Linked DNA regions of Mus musculus: region 2 is linked to region 1. The links are chromatin contacts, called in public Hi-C maps. All regions are on one chromosome and are shown on one strand. The core of a region is the stretch at or near the end of the contact, and the rest is flanking DNA. Distances in the headings are between cores, read along the strand shown. Region 1 overlaps Myh15 (myosin, heavy chain 15). Region 2 has its middle 34 kb from the start of 1700026J12Rik.

Region 1 (6,694 bases), core at 3,271-5,770:
TTCCGGTTTGCTGCGTTCTTCCTGGCCGGTCGCGTGAAAGCGTGTAAGAGTTGGTGCTGAGACCCGGGACGAGAAGACCTGGGACGAGAAGACCTGGGACAAGAAGACCTGGGACGAAAAAACCCGGGACGAGAAGACCTGGGACGAGAAGACCTGGGACGAGAAGACCTGGGACGAGAAGACCTGGGATGGTTACCATCACCGGCGCAAGGAAGATCCCTCATTCCGGAACCAGAACTGCGGGTCACGGTCATAAAGGTTCCCGTAAAACAGACTGTTGAGAAGGATTCAACTGCGTGAATTCAGAACTCTTCAGCTGGGGAATGGTGGTAATGAAGTGTTCCCGTAAAACAGACTGTTGAGAAGGATTCAACTGCGTGAATTCAGAACTCTTCAGCTGGGGAACAGGGTACCCGTAAGTATAGCTTTACAAGGTAAGTCTGGTCTTGAACTTTCTAACGAAATTCAAGACAGTCTATCAGAAGTAAAGTGGGAAATAGCTTTACAAGGTATGTTTGGCCTTGAACTTTTTCTAGTGTTAGCCTTTTTGTTCCTTTTCACATGTTATCAAGTGGTTAAGGCAGGGCTGAAAATTCTGGATGAAATTCAGGGCAATCTATCAGAAGTAAAGCGGGGAGAGAGAGTAGGAGCAAAGAGGAAACATGGCGCACAAAATAAGTATACAGGCTTTTCCACGGGTCTTGAACCCGAGGAAAAGTTTAGGTCAGGTAAGAATACCTGGGGAGAGATTAGAAGGAAGGAAAAGAAAAAAGATCAATTAGCGGAGGTTTCTAGGAGAAGAAGCCTATACTCATCACTAGGTGAGCTCAAGGAGCCAGTTCTTAATAGTTCTGAATCAGATGAAAAGGCTATTAGGGCCTGGAAGGCGCTCTCCCGAGCAGGTGAAGCCACTGGACAACTAACAAAGATCGTCCAGGGACCTCAGGAGTCCTTCTCAGATTTTGTGGCCAGAATGACAGAGGCAGCAGAGCGTATTTTTGGAGATTCAGAGCAAGCCGCACCTCTGGTAGAATAGCTTATTTATGAGCAAGCCACGCAGGAATGCAGAGCGGCCATAGCCCCAAGAAAGAACAAAGGTTTACAAGACTGGCTCAGGGTTTGTCGGGAGCTTGGGGGACCCCTCATTATGCGTTACTTCCATTCAGTATGAGAAATTTACTAGGGCAGCTAATTTGTCAAAAAGTCTTTCTCAGTATATGTTACAGAATTGGACGGCTGAATTTGAACAGACCCTTCGGGAATTGAGAATTGCCATCATTCAGGTCAACTCCACGCGCTTGGACCTGTCCCTGACCAAAGGATTACTCAATTGGATCTCCTCAGCATTTTCCTTCTTTAAAGAATGGGTATGGGTGGGATTGATATTATTTGGAGATACACTTTGCTGTGGATTAGTGTTGCTTCTCTGGTTGGTCTGTAAGCTTAAGGCCCAAACTAGGAGAGACAAGGTGGTTATTGCCCAGGCACTTGCAGTACTAGAACATGGTGCTTCCCCTGATATATCTATGCTTAAGCAATAGGTCGCTGGCCATTCAGCTCTTGCACCCCACGAGGCTAGTCTCATTGCACGGGATAGAGTGAGTGTGCTTCAGCAGCCCAAGAGAGTTGCACGGCTAAGCACTGCAGTAGAAGGGCTCTGCGGCATATATGAGCCTATTCTAGGGAGACATGTCATCTTTCATGAAGGTTCAGTGTCCTAGTTCCCTTCCCCCAGGAAAAACGACACGGGAGCAGGTCAGGGTTGCTCTGGGTAAAAGCCTGTGAGCCTAAGAGCTAATCCTGTACATGGCTCCTTTACCTGCACACTGGGGATTTGACCTCTATCTCCACTCTCATTAATATGGGTGGCCTATTGCTCTTATTAAAAGAAAAGGGGGAGATGTTGGGAGCCGCCCTCACATTTGCCATTACAAGATGGCGCTGACAGCTGTGTTCTAAGTAGTAAACATAATCTGCACACGTGCAGGGGCAGTTTTCCCGCCATGTGTTCTGCCTTTCTCGTGATGACAACTGAGCCGATGGGCTGCAGCCAATCAGGGAGTAATACGTCCTAGGCGGAGGATAATTCTCCTTAAAAGGGACGGGGTTTTGCCATTCTTTTTCTCTCTCTTGTTTTGCTTTCTCTCTCTCTTGTTCTTGCTCTCTCCCTCTCTTGTTCTTTTTCTCTCTCTTGTTCTTGCTTTTTCTCTCTCTTGCTCTTGCTTTCTTGCTCTTGTTCTTTTTCTTGCTCTTGCTCTCTTGCTCTCTGGCTCCTAAAGATGTAAGCAATAGAGCTCTTGCCGCAGAAGATTCCGGTTTGCTGCGTCTTTCCTGGCCGGTCGCGAGAACGCGGGTAAGACACTTTCCTTAATATTTGTCCAAAATGTTGAGTTTTCTAACTCTTTCTTAAAGCCTCCCTCCTTGGTACTTGTATGTCACAACAGAAGGGTGGTTACATCACTTTGGTAGTCAGGAAGCAACAGGATGGTCCAGGATGCTCATCTCCCAGCAGTTCACTTACTCCAGATAGGCCTCCCTTCCTAATGGTTCCCAGCATCCCCAAACAGCACCATCAGCTATATACCCATTGTTTGAAAACATAAGCCAGCGGGAGACATTCCATAGTCAAACATTGACTTTTCTGAAAAGTTGTATCATTAATATAATTGTTGGTGTAAAACCTAGCAGAAAGTCCTGTCTCTTTGGTTCTCACAACTTTCTAAGCAAGATGATTGCCTTCCCGTCATAAAGCAGGGTTAGAACGATGCATATAGTTGCACATTTGATAGACTCCAGAAAAGCTTAACCTCAGAGGGTGAGCAGAGGCTGAAATCATGCTCAGGCCCAATTAATAAGCCTGAAACTTCCCACCCTGGGTCCTTAAATACACAAACTTCACTTTTTTCCATTAATAGCTTTTTCTCAATTGACCTGTTCATTTGCTATATGTTTTGATAGAAGTATAGCATCCGCTCATAGAGGTTGGGGTGGGGGCATGCAATTTTTTGAGCTTTTCTTGTTGGGTTTGGCAACTAGCACTGCCCTTAGTGCCACTGGGAAAAGTAACACCAACAACAACTTTTTGTTCACAAATACAGTTCACCAGTCCCAAACACTTCCTTTCCCATCTGCTTTTGCTACCCCAGGAGTAGTATAGATTGTAAACTGTAAGTGGCTTAGCCACTCTTTTCAGATCATCATCACCATCACCATCATCACCACCATCATCATCAAACCCTTACATGCTGAAGAAAAATGGAAATTTTTAAGGAAATTTGTAAGGAAGCACAGGAAGAATTCTTTCTAAAAACTGACTATATTGATTCACAATTGAAAAATAGCTAACTTAAAAAGAAAGACTTTTCCCCCCACAGGATTTTGCTTTCAGCCATTCAATCATCCCTCCTCATTGTCAAGGTGGGTTAGAAGACAACTGCCAATTGGCCTAAATGTTCTAGCTAATGGAGAAACCGCAAGGTCAGCTAACTCCCTCCTGATTGTATAGGGAATCAATAGAATCCATTTGGGCTGCAGCAGGCCATGCCTTTGGGCTACAGTGAGCTATAGTAAGCTTTGTAGCTAGAGTGAACTCCATAGGCCAAAAGTGGGCAGGCAGACAACAGACCCACCTCAGCAGCTGTCTTTTTGGCCTTTTCTTCTGCCTTCTGACATGCCTGCAACATCTCTCCAGCTTCCTTCTGCACCTGAGCAACATCGGCCTCCAGTTTCTTCTTCTGGCTGAGGAGGCTTGTGTTCTAAGGAGGGACAGCATTCCAGTTAGGTAACCTGAGGGCAGCAAAGCACAGGCAAGCAGCTCTGGGTAGGAGCGATTGAGCATAGTCGGCCTTATACAGTTGAGCACACTTAGCCCTAGGCAGTTAAGCAAGATCTCCAGCTCTGGCTGGTAGCTTGGGCACAAAAGGCAGATCAAACAAAGGAGTTTTATTTAGAGGCTCAGAAGAAAAGAGATGGATGCCTGGATCAGAAAGGAGGATTCGAAATATGACAAAGCCAGAACGTGGATGTAGTTTCTAACTTACTGAAGAATGTTTTTCTGCCTTTTTCAATGTGATAGAAACAAGGGTCCTAGAGCAGAAGTCAGAGTCACCTGTAGCCACCTGGAGGATTCCAGTACACTGCTACATGAGGAAAACCAATCCCCTCTTTGCCTACTTGCCTTCCTTCTCACTCTCAGGAGAGGAGGAAGACAAGAAGGAGGAGAAGGAAGAGGAGGAACAGGAGGAAAAAGAGGAGGAGAAAGAGGTGGAGGAGCAGGAGGAAAAAGAGGAGGAGAAAGAGGGGGAGGAGCAGGAGGAGGATGAAGATGAGGTGGTCATGGCGGTGGATAAACAGACTGCAGAAAGCTCAGCCCCAGTCCCTAGAACTCTATTAAAGGAAGGGCCTTTGTGCTCCACAGCCTCACTGCCCCAATTCCTTCCTGATTGTTCTATGGAGGCCAAGCTCCCTGCAGCATCTGCCCTGCATTTGAAGTAGAGCTTTTGTGAGCATGGGAACTCTTAGCACAAAGAGCATCTGTAACAAGCACGGGCTGCCCGCTTTTTGTTTCTCCTTTCAGTTCACCCTTTTACACTGCCCTTTCCCTTCCCTCTGCTTAGAGCCTTTCTCAGGGCAGATTGAGCCTCAAACAGAGAAAGAAGGCATCCCAGCCTCACAGGTTCTGCTTGCCCTGTACCGGCACCATAAAGAATACTTTTCTCCATCCTGTGAAGGGGCAGGCCCTGTGCTCTGCAGAATTTCCATTGCCTTCAGTGTGGTCCGGGGGAACGGAGTGTATATTCCTGGAGTGTTACGGGTGCCCACTCCATAGGTGCTCTCTCAGTGCAAAGGACTGCACGAGTCCACACACTGATTTAACTGATGTGATTTAATTGCCTACCAATCACTTAAACTTTCCTACAGAAATGACATTTATCATGTCTGCAAGTTTAATGCCTCCCCATCTTCCATTTTCAGAGGGAAGAGGTTTAAGGTATAATGTGGAGAGGATCCTTTCTGTGAGTTATACTCAGTTGTATGTTCCAAGGAAGAGGGTTTTAAGAGGAGTGCCATGCCTGCTGGATTAATGCTAGACAAGTGTCTTGTGACCAGGGGCAGCACCTGAGATTTTGTTGAGCGATCTACTGCCGAGCTGTGGATCTCATAGATACGTGAGACCTGAGTACTGGAACTCTCGTGCTAATGACTCTTTGAAGTTTCAGGACAAAGGCACTATTATTTAAGTGTCCTAGTTGGCTTCTTTGTTGCTGTGATAAAACACTGAACAAAGGCAACTTTGGGAGGAAAGATTTTGTTTCAGCTTATACTGTCAGTCTTCAAGGAAATCCAGGAAACTCAGAGACAGGAACTGTCACAGAGGCCATGGTTGAGTGCTGCTTACTGGGTATGGCTTGTTCAGCCTGCTGTGTTATATAACCCAGAACCACCTGCCCAGGACCTAAAGTGGGATGGCCCCTATTACACCAATCATTAATCAAGAAAATGTCCTACTGCCTAGCCTACAGGCCAAGCGAAAGGAAGCAATTTCTTAACTGATGTATTTTTTTCTAGGTGACTTTGGTTTATGTCATGTTAAAAAAAAAAAAAACAAAAAAAAAACCTAAGCAACATACTATAATACACTGCTTCATGTGTCCTCCCTCCAAGCCATATCCTGTTGTTGTCTTTGTGTTCTCTTCTTCCCTTCCCCCCCCCCCCACCTTTTCTCCCCCTCTCCTTCTGTCCTCTTCACAATGGAGCACAGTACATTATCAGTTACAACGTTCATATCAAATAGCTTGTCACCAGTAGTTACTATGCATGGCAGACAATGGATAATATAATTTTAAAAAAATGATCCAATATGCCACATTTTATTATTGAGATAAACTTTAAGGGAGGAAAAAAAAACGTGATGTTTCTTGTTTTTGTTTTTATTTTCTCTATTGCAGCTGGGTTGAATTCAAGGCTTCATAGACGCAAGTCAAGTGCTCTACCACTGACCAAGACCCTCAAAGTCAAGTGTTGAAATTTGTTAACCTGCTAACAATCATACATACCCTACAGCATATTTGTTCTTAAACCATGGCACCCAGAAACATGATGTCATTGCATAAACTTAATGTAGACACGGACTAATTGTAACACCCTGAGGGCACTACTGACATTCTGGGAACATTGACTCCAAGATGTGGGAATCATATGGTACTTTTGTGATATGGGATCATATGGTATTTCAAAGGAGGTCTCTAGACCCTGCCTACAAAATGCCAGTGGCGCTTTTGAGTCAATGTAGCAATTAAAATGACCCAAGATGTTTTCAGCACTCTGCAGAGTGTCAGTCTGTCCTCAACTGCTTTTAGTCTATCCTTCTCAATGGCCACCAAAGTCCCTGACTCCATCCACTTTCTTACTTTTTCTTTCATCCACCTTGTCCCATCGTTCCCATGTCTTTCTGGACTAGGAAGAAAACTATTATGCCTCTGGATAACATTAGTTATCTAGGATCACTAAGGACATTCTGTAGTGTTGTATGTTCCATATAGACTCATAACAGTATAGTTATGATTTATTTACTTTTGTCATTACTTTTGGGAGCAGTAAGGACATTATTTATCACATTGAGCAATACTTATTTAAGTTGTAGCATGTGCCCTAAAAATGCTTGGTGCTTGACACAGTTGCTCTAGGCATCTGT
Region 2 (7,103 bases), core at 3,313-5,812, 110 kb before region 1:
TAGAGGCTATTTATTTTCAGACAATATTTCATCACATGTGTAAAATTAACAAAAAGTTTCTTAATTTTAATACCCCTTAATTTTTAATGTAACTAGTTTACATTCAAGTTTCCTCAGGTGTCCTAAAAATGTCTTTCTGTCTCTCTTTGAAAGCAGGATATTTTACTTTTACTACTGAACACAAGGCAAGTTCCTGTAGAAAGGTACAAATTGGCCCCTGGCAAGTTTCACTATTGAGGACCATTTTAAATTTGGATATGACATTTCCTGGTTACTTATGTTCCTATTGATCAGGACCAATTTCTTTCTTTAATTCTTTTCATTGGCTAAATATACCTACCAGAATAATTTATATAGAGAGATATTGTCTGTTGGAAAGGCATATTAAATCATGGTTTATAAAAGTAGCATCCAGAATTTTATAACTACAGTGGCAATGACTTGTATAATAAATTTTTCATATACAAAGACAACATGAGGAAAGCAACTACATATTTTTATGATGTGACTTGTTATGGAACATTTTATTATGGTGAAGGAGAGCTAAATAATAATGAAAATAGGTAGCAAAAAGTGGGGTCCTTGCTGTGAGGATAGCTAATAATGCCATTTGGAAATGTTTGGAACTGGTTTATAGGAGCAGTCTGAAAAATGCTGGCATATTATTTACCACTGACAAATTTATAAGCAGAGATTAGTAAGTTATTCTGGCAACCACCAGGGATCCAGAATTCACATAGAAATGTGGACACCAGAGACTACACTGATGGACTTTCAAATTACAATATTACCTTTTAGGGAACTGGACTACAGGCCATCCATTTTACACTTTACTAGATGACTTGGCTATGTGTTATCCACAACATGAGAGGTTTTCTGAACTAAATTTGTAAAGATGCCAAAACAAATTGGATTTTCTTACCTAACTGATGAAATTTCCAGACAGTGTTCAGATTCTACCATTGTTTTTTACTGAGTGCTTTGGGGGCCTTAATCACTTCAAGAACCAACAGGAAAGAACAGAGTAGAAAGACTGAAAATTTGAGCTATAGCTGAAAAGGAAATGTGTTTGAAGGTACTGCCAAAAATGTTCTAAAGAGAATAGTGACGTTAGAAAGAGTTTCTACAGGAATGATAGAAAAGATGTATTCAGTGGATCTAGAGAATCAGTGAGACCCTACCTAGTGCAGATTCAATGCAGTAAACCTATAAACTCCCTTCAAACACCATCCTTTATAAAGAGAGTCTTGGGGTAACTTGTTTCCATGAGCTGGCCTAGTGAACTATTTTAAGGTGATATGGTTTTGCAAAGGCAGTCACCAGTACACTCAAAGATATTTTCAACTGTAGTTCAACTGTGCCCATATATAGCTCCCATTGGTTACAGATTTTATTAGCATCATGTGAAGCTACCTTTGCAACCACCCAGAACACAAAATACAGGAATAGTGAGGGTTTCAACAAGGAATTTCCCAGGAAAGCTTGGGAAACCATGTACTATGTGGTGTGCTCAGAGTTCCTGGAAGTATCCCATGGCTAGGTGACTAATACTGAGGCTGTGTGGACAACACAGGGGACTTCAGAATTAGAGGGTATGAAAGGCTTACAATGTCAAGGAAAGCTATACGAAATCAGTGTATCCAGTCTGAGAATAGCCATGTTAATCAGCCAACAAAGCGGTATGGGAGGTGTCCCCAAGTGCTTGGAAACACATATTCTATGACAAGGTACCCTAGACATCAGCTATGAAGACTGAGGATTCAATGTTTGCTGTACTGGGTTTCAGTCTTGTGTTTTTCTAATGATTACTTCTTATGTCTCTCATCCTCTGTTCTGGAATGGGAATGAGGTGTTTGTTTGTTTGGTTTATTATATTTTAATTTAAAGTGGTGAGGATACCATACTTGAATGTTTAACCTGTGCTAATGGTTATTAAACATATACAACTATTGTTTTTTTTAACTTTTAAAATTGTTGACAGAGCTCTCAGTGAAGAGCTTCTTTGGAGCACTAAGTAGAGACTTTAGATTGAACTTTTAACCAGTGCTAAAATAATTTAGGCCTGAGGGACTTTTATCTGTGAGATGAATACAAGTCTGTGGGATGGAGTGCTGAATGCTATAATTTGAGTATGGAGTGTCCCCCTTTGGGGGACATCTGATGACAAGGCTGTGCTACAAGCTTGCTTGCCAGCCTGTGTTACCTTTAGAAATTATGGAAACCTTGGAGTGTAGGATCTAGGGGAAGAAAGTTAGGGCTGGAGGGGTTAAGCCCTTGAAGGACATATTAAGAGAACCGTACACTTCTCAACCTTCTTAATTCTGGGACCCTTTAATACAATTACTCATGTTGTGGTTGATCCACCCCAACCATAAAATTATTCATGTTACTACTTCATAACTGTAATTTTGCTACTGTTATGAATTGTAATGTAAATAGTTTTGGAGATAGATAGAGGTTTGGCAAGGGAGGTCTCAACCCAAAAGTTGATAACCACTGTATAAAGAGCCCAGTGCCTAGGTTTCCTCTCTCCTAACTGATTGGACAGCATGAAGCAAACATAGCTTCCCTGTAACTTCCTTCTGCTTGGAAGTGAGAGATCAGATCTTGGGTCTAGACTCCATCTTAGGGAACCTGACCTAAAATCGAACTATAGTTAACTAAAAAGCCTGAACCTAGCACCAGTTTCAAGGTTACTCCCCAACAAGCCATCATCTAGCACTAGTTTCCAGGTTCCAAGCCTGCCCCTGGCACTCCACTTCCTAACAACCACCAATCAGGAGGGAAACAGGAGTTTTAAGTTTATGGTTTGGCTCCCTAGCACCAGCGAATTATGTTAAAGGGCAATAAAATCCCATAATAGCCCCCAATCCGATGTGTGCCCAGCTAGAAATCCCTCTTGCTTGCTTCCCGTTTCCTATAAAACATTGTCTTGCTGAGCGCTCGGAGCTCCCCCTTCTGCTCTGTTTCATTAGAGAAGGCAGTGTGGCCCAAGCTTGAGTTTCCAATAAAGAGTTGGCTCCTTAGTGGTCTTTGGGGGTTCACAAAATTGGTACAAAAAGGTACTGTGGTCCCGTGAAATAGTATCATGTAACTACACGTTAAAACCTTTGCAATCATTAGACAATTACACACCCCACTCTCCTCCTGTGTGCTTTGATTACCTTAGGTATTTTATAATAGGAAAAGCTTGCTAGTATTATACTAGTTAAGTGGTTTTTACAAGTGGTTCAATCAGTTTATTAAAATAGTTGACTTAGGCATCTGCAACAGTGATTTCAGCCTCCACTCCTGGCTCAATACTGATTGGAAGAAACTTAACCATCACAGGACTGTGCAAGGCAACGATTGGCCGGTGGACTCTCAGGAGGAAACGAGCCTTGTCTTTTAATCTCCACCACATGGTGTTTTTCTTGGAGTGATTCTTGGTGTCTTGTAGGCATGCAAGCTGCCTTTTCCCTTTTCCATTTCTTTTTCCTTTTGCTTCTGGTCAAGTCAGCACACACCTCAGAGATTGCACATTCTGTCTACTGAGGATCATTCCAATTATGTGAATCACCACTTCCCAGTGCACAGGCATCTTGCCAGTGCTTGAAAGCCATGCCTCAAAACTGTTTTGTTCTTCTGCTGGAGCAAGCAAGCAGCAGTGAGTCATCTTAGGTAGAAGACATTCTGCTTCTTCTAATGTAACAAAGCATCTATGTTTCACGTTAGAATAGGAATGTGTTTGCTTTTTAATCCTTAAAAGACTCCAGCGTCTTTCCTGAAACTCTGGTCTTCTGTTTTTCATTCCAGACCTACCATTATAAGGTATTGAGGTTCTTTTTTTTTTTTTTTCAATTCATCTTCTCACTTAGCTCTCGTGTCATTTGAGGATGATGGACAGCATGACTGATGTATCCCCATTTGACAGCTGAGTAAACTGATGCCTCAGTAAGGTGAAATAGTCTCTGATCTAAATATAGAGAGGGGCTGTGACCATGAAGGAATATACAGTGTCTATAAACCCCAGGCTCTGGGATAAATGCTGATTATGGAACTGTTTTCATCTGGCCTGAGTTCAAAGCCATGAACTCCACAGTCTCTTAGTCCCAGGGGAGAAGCAACTTTGTATTGCTTTCACCTTTTGGCTGATAGTTCATTTCTGTAAGGAAGGATTATGGACCAAAAAAAAAAAAAAGCTAATTAAAAATTATATGAATTGCAGTACTTTAAGTAATTGTTTGTAAGGCCAATCCTACTAAATGAATCACTCATTTATCTCTAATACTTGGCCCCATTTTTCTAATCTACCCAGCATGGCTATCACAAGGTTGTCTTAGTTACTTAACTACCCATGATATGTCCCTGCATAGCCACTTCTAACCTCAGGGATTGTTCTGTTATTGTATTTGATTTGATGAATTATAATTAACTACATGGAAATACAATTGCGCCAAAGAAATCCAGTGACTGAAAACTGGGAACCGATCCAAGACTGGTTGGTTTGTGATGGAGACACAATGTCCTACATAACTGGCTTGAATTATAATTGGTCACATTAAAGTCTAATGTTGTCTAACTCTGAGTACCAGAACAGCATTCCGTTTTTATGGTGCACTGCTGAATAATTTTGGAATTAAGACACACAGTAACCTGATGCTAACTCACACTGTAAATCTGACTTCCAAATTCCCAATTAGCTGAAGTTGGGCATGCAGCCTGGATGTTTAAAAGGAGTGAAGAGTAACATTTGTTTAGAGATTTTAATTTAGGATCCGTTCTTCCCCTTCAGGTTAAGTCAGTGTGAGCCTTTAGCCTTCCCTGAAAGTACCAGGAAACTGAGTTACAGAATCCTTTTCTGAGCTTCTTTTCTTTATTTTTTGGCTGAGAGATCCTACTGACCTGGGGGCCTCGTTCCATTGGTCAAATTCTATTGAGAAAGTCTGAGAGGCCCAGTCACAAATTCTCATTCTCCGGTCTTTCCTACCTTGTTTCCTGACAGTGTTCAAACATCACACATCACATAGATAATATTTCCCCCACTTCTATGTATGCACTGCAAACTAAGAGGTTAAAGAGGGAGATGTCATGAGTGCTATCCTGGAGTTCTATTGAAATAGTAGCTCCTGAAAGACAGCACCTGTAGTGAAAGAGGGCTGTGCTGCTGTGGAGCCATCCCAATTTTCCCTGAAGTACTCTGTTCCTACATGGAATACTTTGAGCTCCTCAATGTAGCAGTCAGTACCCAATTCATGTTTCTCAATTGGTCCCTGTGGCTGCGGTGGCACGTTTTTGTTACCCACCCCAATGTCATATATTTTCGAATGGAAGACACATATATATTTTAGATTTTGATATGCCTAAAACTGCTCAATGTTTGGGCACTTTCTAACCTCCACGAGGCTAATCCACCCCCTCTGATATTTCTGTGTTATTATTTATTCAAATCTATATTTTATCTTTGCTGCCCTAGACCCTGACATGTAGCCCTCCTGGGCCATGATCCCTGGCTCCTACATGGCAGCTATGCTCTCTGTTCCACACCTTTCAGGTGTGACATCTCTCCTTTTTTTCCAGGCATAGTGGCTTCCCCTTCTTTCTCCTTCCTCAGTTCCTTGAGCTTTCTCCCTGCCCAACCATTGCCCACTGGTCGAAACCAGTCGAAACCAACTGTGGGCAGAGTTCTCTCAGTGTCTTACATGTGGACATAGGATTCACAGGAGGTTAGGAAGTAGCCTGGCCATTGAGCTGTTTTAGACATATCAAAATAGCTCTCATGTAAAACACTGGGGTGGGTAGCAGGAGTGCACTGCTGCCACCACCGGAATCAATAGAGTAACAGTGTTTGGGTACAGCTACACCACATCTGCTCACAGTCGGAGATTCGTGGAAGCTGCTCACACCCTAAGCAGTGAACTTAGACACAGAACGGATGGTTTCTCCTAACTTTATTGCCAATTTGTGAGAGCAAAATAAATTGATGTCAGAGGCTATCACAAACCTCACCACTAAATGCCATGGATGGTAGTAAGTGTGTGGTTGCCTCAGTTCTGTGGAAGACATCATCTTTTCCAAGCTCTGACTGGTGCACTCTTCTCAAAAGGATCCCCTAAAGTGGGCAGAACTAACGTTGAACTGAAAGGATTAAAAAAACAAAGAGGCAAATATGGTCTTCAAACCCATGACTATTCAGATACAAGCATAGGATTTGTAAGCACTTTAATATTACTGATATTAGTAGTCATTGAAATAGATGAAAAAAGGCATATGGTAAAGAGAGCTCTGAACATTTCACCAAGGAGTTTAAAGATAAATGGTGGAAAATGCCATGCCCATCCGGACATGGGCGTGTAGAGAATAACATTGTAGAAAAGTGGTGGAATCCACTGGGATGTCTGAGTCCATCAACACAGGAGAGGCTACAGTTGGGAAGACAATTGTGTGCATACATTTGTGAGATGATTGTATTGTTCTCCTGCTTCCTGTGTAAAACATCCTTGTGGCTTGCACTCAAGATGAGGAAATATCTTTTTCTTTAACTCATTAAAGACCTATAAAATAATTTTTATGTGTATGAGTATTCTCCTGTATGTGTACCATGTGTGAATGGTGCCAGCAAGGGCCAGGAGCAGGTGTCAGAGTCCCTGAAATTGGAGTTGCACTCAGTATTAAGTTGCTATGTAAGTGCTTAGAATTAAACTCAGGTCCTCTACAAAAACAGCAAGTGTTCTTAACTACTGCAACATCTCTCCAGCCCAAGGACAATTTTCATACTGTTAATTCCAAAGATGGAATGATAAAGATAACTGATCCAAATCATTATGGCCAAATTAATTAAAACTAATTAAAGCAAGCCTTTTTTATTCGTGTACTCAAGCTGCCTTCCCCTACAGTGGGTTTGAGAAATCAGCCTTTGATGTGAGGATAACAAGGATTTTATAGCTCAAGGGGAGAGGGTTTCCAAATGGGGGATTTGGTAGGCAAAATAGGCGGGGTTATAGAAACAGAATATAAGTATATACATTAGCCCTAATAACCTCTTGAAACAAAGACATGGTTGCAAGGTGGACATAACAATGTAGTTATAACCACAGACAGTCTTACAAATTAGTCATAGGTGG

The links. A called contact is a pair of places that touch in the nucleus more often than the background predicts.
Region 2: a contact with region 1 is called in a Hi-C map of forebrain, with 1.8 times the contacts expected there. The contact joins two enhancer-like sites. A contact is called at or near these places in 19 of 484 Hi-C or Micro-C datasets (LSK cells, Th2 cells, astrocytes and 12 more).

What each region holds. Positions count from the first base shown.
Region 1 is chr16:49,174,012-49,180,705 of GRCm38.p6, reverse strand. Myh15 (myosin, heavy chain 15) reads right to left here. Exons shown (of 41, transcript NM_001166210.2): 36 at 3,630-3,755. Among named protein-coding and RNA genes, the nearest start is that of 1700026J12Rik, 78 kb to the left of the region's middle. Within about 2 kb of position 4,520, at least 34 of the 459 cell types and tissues checked have an H3K27ac peak or open chromatin away from gene starts, as enhancers often do. A contact at or near this core is called in astrocytes and forebrain, where this site is marked.
Region 2 is chr16:49,285,765-49,292,867 of GRCm38.p6, reverse strand. No RefSeq gene overlaps it. Among named protein-coding and RNA genes, the nearest start is that of 1700026J12Rik, 34 kb to the right of the region's middle. Within about 2 kb of position 4,562, at least 83 of the 459 cell types and tissues checked have an H3K27ac peak or open chromatin away from gene starts, as enhancers often do. A contact at or near this core is called in astrocytes and forebrain, where this site is marked.